2 separate regions of the Mus musculus genome follow, and region 2 is linked to region 1. The links are chromatin contacts, called in public HiChIP or PLAC-seq maps. All regions are on one chromosome and are shown on one strand. The core of a region is the stretch at or near the end of the contact, and the rest is flanking DNA. Distances in the headings are between cores, read along the strand shown.

What was found. HiChIP or PLAC-seq counts read pairs in DNA pulled down with a chosen protein or histone mark.
Region 2: a contact with region 1 is called in an H3K27ac HiChIP or PLAC-seq map of embryonic stem cells, with 19 times the contacts expected there. The contact joins the promoter of Neurog1 here to the promoter of Msx2 in region 1. A contact is called at or near these places in 3 of 39 promoter capture datasets (all in embryonic stem cells), 9 of 484 Hi-C or Micro-C datasets (embryonic stem cells, epiblasts and stem cell-derived epiblast-like cells), 3 of 115 datasets of contacts at active chromatin or transcription factors (all in embryonic stem cells) and 1 of 9 other capture datasets (embryonic stem cells).

Annotation. Positions count from the first base shown.
Region 1 is chr13:53,471,358-53,474,521 of GRCm38.p6, forward strand. It overlaps Msx2 (msh homeobox 2), which reads right to left and starts at 1,423. Exons shown (of 2, transcript NM_013601.2): 1 at 975-1,423. The coding sequence starts at 1,353. It overlaps Gm33763 (a long non-coding RNA gene), which reads left to right. Exons shown (of 4, transcript XR_873406.2): 2 at 2,618-3,164.
Region 2 is chr13:56,250,679-56,253,842 of GRCm38.p6, forward strand. Neurog1 (neurogenin 1) reads right to left here and starts at 1,502. Exons shown (of 1, transcript NM_010896.3): 1 at 1-1,502. The coding sequence starts at 1,254. The coding sequence ends at 520.

The sequences.
Region 1 (3,164 bases), core at 173-2,672:
GGGGTGCAGTGAAAATAGCAATATGGCCATCACCCTCAAAAGAGGGGGCAGAGAGCATGGACACCAGACCCCCATGCCCATTGCAAGTATGAATGGTAACCTGGACCAAGCAAGAGCAATCCTCTAAGCACTAGCCACCAAGTCTGAAGGGGTAGCCACAGGTGGCATGCCTCTGCCTGTACTTTGAGGTTCTAGCAAGCAGCCAAATCTGGCGAACTTGTGGCCACCTCACTGTACATTCTCAAGTTCTGAAGGAATGCTGTTAATTATTACTGTGAACCCAGGAGAGCCCACGAGGGTCTGGCCCAAACTAGCTCCCTGCAACACGCAGAACCTAACCAACAACGGACTAGAATACAAGAAGCTTCCTTTCCGAATCAGTCTCTGCCTGCCACCTTCCCTTCATAGGATGGACACTGGAGTTCGAAGACTACCAAGTATGTCTGCTCCATGTCTGGTTAACTTCCAGTTGTCTAGTCTTTATAGTGGGGTGAACTTCATGGGGCTGCCTGTATATTTTGAAGGCCAGCAAAACCACATTTCAATACTCATTTAAAGTGGATCCCAGCCCGGTGTGGTGGTGCACACCAGTTATTCTAGTACTTAGGTGGTGGAGTAAGATGACGAGTTCAAGACCATCCTGAGCTGCATACCAGCACGGGCCACAGGAGACCCTGACTCAACAAAACAAAACAGCGACTCTCCCCTATTTCCCGGGCAGGTACACAAATATGAAGTTTTCGGAGCAGGGGGCTAAGGACTGCAGAAATCAACAACTTGGTTTGGTTTTCAAATGCCAGCCAGCGCTCAGGTACTGCAGATTCCTCGAAGCTAGGGATTCTGGGATGCGGACCGCCCGCTGAACTGGGGTACCAGGGGGGTCAAGAGCATCATCCTGTTAACACCCGTTCCCCAGCCCCTCTGGGACCCCTCGCGCTGGTCCAGCCCGGATCCCGTCCCAGACGCGCACTCACTGGGCGGCGGGGAGTATCTGCCGGGCTCCTGTATCCACGGTGCTCCGTCTTCGGAATTTTCCGACTTGACCGAGGCGGTCTCGAAGGGCTTGACGAGAGGCCCGGGACTGTGAGCGTCCCGGACGCCGTGTCCCGGCAGCAGCAGCGGCCGCAGGACAGCGCCAGCCGAGGCGCAGTCGGGTGGCACCGCGGGCGATTCCTTGGGCGGCTTCTTGTCGGACATGAGCGCCTCCACGCTGAAGGGCAGGCTGGAGACCTTGACCCTGCGTTCCTCTGCGCTGCCCTCGGCTCCTCCAGGCCCGGGACCCGGGCCGGCCAGTACCGCGGGGCCCTCCTCATCCGACGAAAACAAGTCACCGCCTTTAGTCGGAGAAGCCATGACTTTCTGCGCCGCGTAGCTGTCGGCGCGCGACTCCGCTGGCAACTCTCAAGCGAAGACTCCAACTTTTGGGGGGGGAGCCGGCAGGGGCGCGCTGGGAGCCCAGCCTGTCCTCCGAGGGGAAGTGGGAGACTCGGCTCAACCAACTGGCGACGGCCCTGCTCCTGACGCCACGGACGCTCGCCACCGATTGGCTCTCCCTGGAGAGGCTTGGGGCCCTTCCCCCGCCCCGTTTGAAATAAATTAGGAGTTAATTACAGGAGCAGTCAGCAGAGTTGTTATTAGGCGATCCCTCAAGGGTTATAATCGCCCAAACTGAAAAGTCTAAGGCGTAATTAAAGCCGATTGTTTAAAGAGGAAGCTTGCCGAGTCTCATTTCTTGTCTTTTAACCCCTCTTTAAAGTGTTTCTGGTGCCGATCCCACACGCTCCCGCCTGAGAATGTTGGAAATCTGCGGAGGGCATGGAACATTTATAAAGCTCCCACTATGAGCTCAAACTAGTGTATCTTTGTAACTATAATGGAAAACAATAGCAGCATCTTTACTAATAGAAATAGTTTAGGCATGGTCCTTAGTTGTCTTATCTTTGGAGAGTGTTCCAAGACATTAGCTGTAACTCATTCCTTAAGAAAAGGGACAAAGATGAGAAAGGCTGAGAGGTGGTCAAGGGATATTCAACTAATCTCTACCCTTTCTCCCTTTTTTTTTCCTTTAAAACAGACTCTTGCTCTCCAGCTCTGGCTAGCTTAGAAGTCGCTCCCTATCTTACCCAAGATGGTCCTGAACTTGCTACCCCACTGGCTTCGTCCCTGGTGTTGAGAGTGTAGGTGTGCACCAGCAGACCCAGCGCCCATTGGTTCCTGGCAGCTAATTTACACAAATGATCTCCATTTCATACTCTGTCCAAACAGGACAAGTTTTAGAAACTGTCAATGGGGATATTTTCTCACCCCTTGAGTCTCCTCTCTAGGCCCGTGCAAAAGTGTGCTCATGAGGTTTTTTTTTTTTTTTTTTTTTTTTGAGTTTGTGTTTGTCATTGGAGTTCAGGTGTCAGGATAGCATCTGCCTTGGGAGGTGATGGGCAGGGGAGAAGGGTATTTGTGACATTTAGTGTCTTTATTCTCTCTGCAAATAACAGGGTTCGACTTTGCAAACCCAAAGCCTGAATATCTTTGGGGAAAGCTCATCTCACCTGACTTTGAAATTTTAAGCAGCATACCTATCAGGATCCCACCCTAAAGCACACTCTCTATCTAACTGCAGCCCCAAAGCATCAGTGACCAACTGTATCAATGCATGGAAGAAGAGAGTTTTGAGACAGAGGCCTGAAATAATTCTGCACCTCCCTTGCCCGCAAGCCAGCAGGAGCAGAAAGATCGCTGCAAACAACCCATTTCAGGCTGCAGAAGCTTTTTCATAGATCCAAAAACCCATCCGGACTGGTGGGGGAAAGAAGAGCCTGCTAAGCGCTGGTCCCAAACAGCAAATGCTCCCTAAATACTCCCTCCAGCACCAAAGGGGAGGACCATTGCTCCAAGTTGCTTTCAATGACCAGAGCTTAGCAGGTACCCCAGTTTAGAAGACTTAGAAACTTGACTGCCTAGACCTCCAGATCCTTCCAGCTTACCTCTCTGAAACAGGGACCTTTGCCTCAAACATTTACCCAGAGTGAAATCTCGCTGGTCTGAGGGAACCCATAGATGTAGAAATCTTAGAAGATTAAAAAAAAAAAAGTCTTCACCAGATAATTCAGTTCAGTTTTGAAAGGTTTTCTTTTAATGATAAGAAGTTCTAAATGAGGCTTCTAAAA
Region 2 (3,164 bases), core at 252-2,751, 2.8 Mb after region 1:
GCCCACAGTGGCGGGGGTCGGGATCCATAATGCATGAAGCCCACTCCTTGTGGCTCCTTTTTAAGCCTTGCCATTGTATTGTCAGCCGGCTCAAACCGAATTTTCATGCTCGTTTTTCTTCATTAGAGTTCTACAAATTGTAAAATTGACTTTTCACCTCGTCTTCAGGGGCTCATCTGTCCCTTTTCCAAACCACACTGAAGTGGTGGCTGGGGTCAGTTCTGAGCCAGTCACAAAGAAGGTTTTGTGAAGTTCAGAAAGTGCAACAAAAACGAAAGGCCGTCTGGGGGCGGGCGGGGGGGGGGGGAGGCCGTGCTGGGGGTGGAGAAATAGACCGAGGGCAGCTTCAGCGAGGGTGCAGCAACCTAACAAGTGGTCAGGTATTCCCCCTCCCCCCTTTAAAGCTCCCAGAATTCACTTGGGGGTAAGTGTGGCCCCCGGAGGCTTCAGCCAGTTCCCCATCTATTATTGCTCTTAGACTGGGGGAGGAAGAAAGTATTGATGTTGCCTTACAAAGGCCTAGTGGTATGGGATGAAACAGGGCGTCGTGTGGAGCAGGTCTTTGGGCAGGCCAGGAAAGGAGAAAAGGGGATCGCCCGGGCCATAGGTGAAGTCTTCTGAAGCCGAGGGACTACTGGGGTCAGAGAGTGGTGATGCCACAGTGGCGCAGGGGGAGGCAGCGGCCCCGGAACCCCAGGACTCAGTGTCGCTGGCCGGGCTCGGGGGCCCGGGCAGACAGGGGACACACTGCGGAGGCAGGAGGCGCTCCCGGGCACTGCCCCCGGGGAGCCCTTGATCTGCCAGGCGCAGTGTCTCAGCCAGGGCCCAGATGTAGTTGTAGGCGAAGCGCAGCGTCTCAATCTTGGTGAGCTTGGTGTCGTCGGGGAACGAGGGCAGCACGCTGCGCAAGGCGTCCAGCGCAGCGTTGAGGTTGTGCATGCGGTTGCGCTCGCGATCGTTGGCTTTGACGCGACGACTCCTCCGCAGGGAGTGCAGCAGAGCCTCGGACCGCACCCGAGCGCGACCTCGCCGCCTCCGCCGTTCCTGCTCTTCGTCCTGGGCACCGGGAACATTCGATGCCCCGGAGAGGGCGGGAGCGCTCCTCCGGGCTGGCACGGACAGCCCCGAGGTGGAGGCTAGGGGCTGTAGCCTGGCACAGTCCTCCTCGTCGGTGAGGAAGCTGGACAGGTCGCTGCTGCTGTTGCTGCTGGAGCAGTCGAGATCAGAGATGCAGGTCTCCAAAGGGGCAGGCATCTTGCAGTGTGCAGGACCGACAGACGGACAGGAGGTTTGGAGGTCGGCCTTCGAAGCGCACTTACTGTCCGTACGACCCGGGGCTAGCCTGTGCCTGCTGCAGGCGCGAGGGCCGGGAAGATCGCAGGGGCTCAGGGAGTGAATGGGCTTGGCCCTCCTCGCCTCGCCTGCAGGGGCCACGCGCCGGGCTGGTCTCCTGAGTGATGTCGCCGGCGATCAGATCAGCTCCTGTGAGCACCAAGTGTGGCACACGACCGGCCTCAGGACCCCTTAAGTACGGCGCGCAACAATGGGCGCCCCCTCCCTGGCCACCTCCGCCCCCGAGGCGGCGCGGGTGAATGGCGAGAGGCGGCAGGTCAGCCCCGTGCGGCGCCTGCTATTTGCATAATTTATGCTCGCGGGAGGCCGCCCCCGCCCAGCCCCCCTCCTGGAGCGTGCCCGTAATTACCGCCGGCCAATCGGTGGCCCGGCCTGCTCCGGGAGCCGGATCAAGCGAGGGAGGCCGGGGCGTCTCTGGCCGGGAAACCCGGGCGAAGGCGGGGGCCGGGGGCGATTAGCGGCGGGCCGAGGCACACTCCTCCCAGGGGCGCGCGGGTGTCCCTCGCTGGGGTGGATGGGGAGGAGGAGCCCTGGCAGAAAGTGTGAGCTCTGTGGCGGGTGATGGAGAGCTGGGGCTGAGGCTGGAGGCTGGGTTCGCATCCCTTTGCCTGCTACTGAGTTCGCATCCCTTTGCCTGCTACTGATTGACTATTCGCATCTAAACAGACAGGACCAGTAAACAGTTACACGTCTTGAGGAGGGATAGATGTCCCTGCTCCGCCAAGGTTAATGAAGAAGACAGCAAGAGAAAGATCTAAAGATCCAATGAGTTCCCAGACTGAGCTGGGGCTTGACCCCACTCTGCCCCTGCCCGCGTACCCCTCCTCAAAGACTCACGAGGTAATATGGGGGTGTGCAGACCCCCTCTTCTCCTGAAATCTTGCTCTCTCCATTTCCAAGCATCCTCTTGTGCCGCACGTTTTGGAATGGTGCCAGCCTCAGGGGCTCACCCCAGTGCCAGCTGGCTAAGGGACTTAGCTTCTGGCCAGGAGAGAGATGTCCCACAGAAGGCAGCAAGCACACAGTGGAATTCCGTCCCCATCCCTTCTGCCAATTTGCCTATAAACTTGCCTAGTCCAGAGAAATGTCCTCATTCTGTGGGTCGAGTCATTTTCCTGTTTGCCGGACAGCAATAGAGGCTCAGGCAGCCTCTCAAATGCACCTGAGAGGAGTTATTTATTAAGGAGCAAACCTGGATCGTGGAGTCAGGTATTAAAAACAAAAGGAACACCCTAGAGGCGCCCCCCCCCCCTTTCCATGATATCTGAGTGGTGGCCTCAGGCCCAGTGCAATGCCTAGCCTGCTGTCTTCAAAGGGGCTCTGTCCAGGACACCTGCGCCTTGGTAGAGAAAGCACAGCCTCTTTGCCTATGCCTAGCTCTTGCCCCGTGGCTCCTTCCCTCTGTAGCAGCTCTTGGGCAGAAAGCTAGGACACAGTTACAGATTAGGGCTTGAGGAGGTTTGTAAAAAGTGGCAGGAAATGGCTGTAATCAGATTATGCAAGAAAAAGTAATTGTTGACAGATCCTTGGGCATCCCAGGAGCCCAAGGGCTGCTGGGAGTTGTGCAATGGTAGCTCTGCCTCTTTCTGTCCCTGTGACAGCTTCTGGTGGTCCCAGAATACCGGCACCAGTCTGACCTTGTGACAATTCCAGGCCCTGTATTTATTTCTTTGGGCTTCCTTAAAATTACCACACCACAGTGGGTGCATTAAATTTACAGAAGATCGCTCTTCTGAGGCTCAGAAGGCCAGAAGCTCAAAACCAAGATGCCAAGGGGCTTCATCCTTTTCAATTTCTTGTGGCTCCTGGAT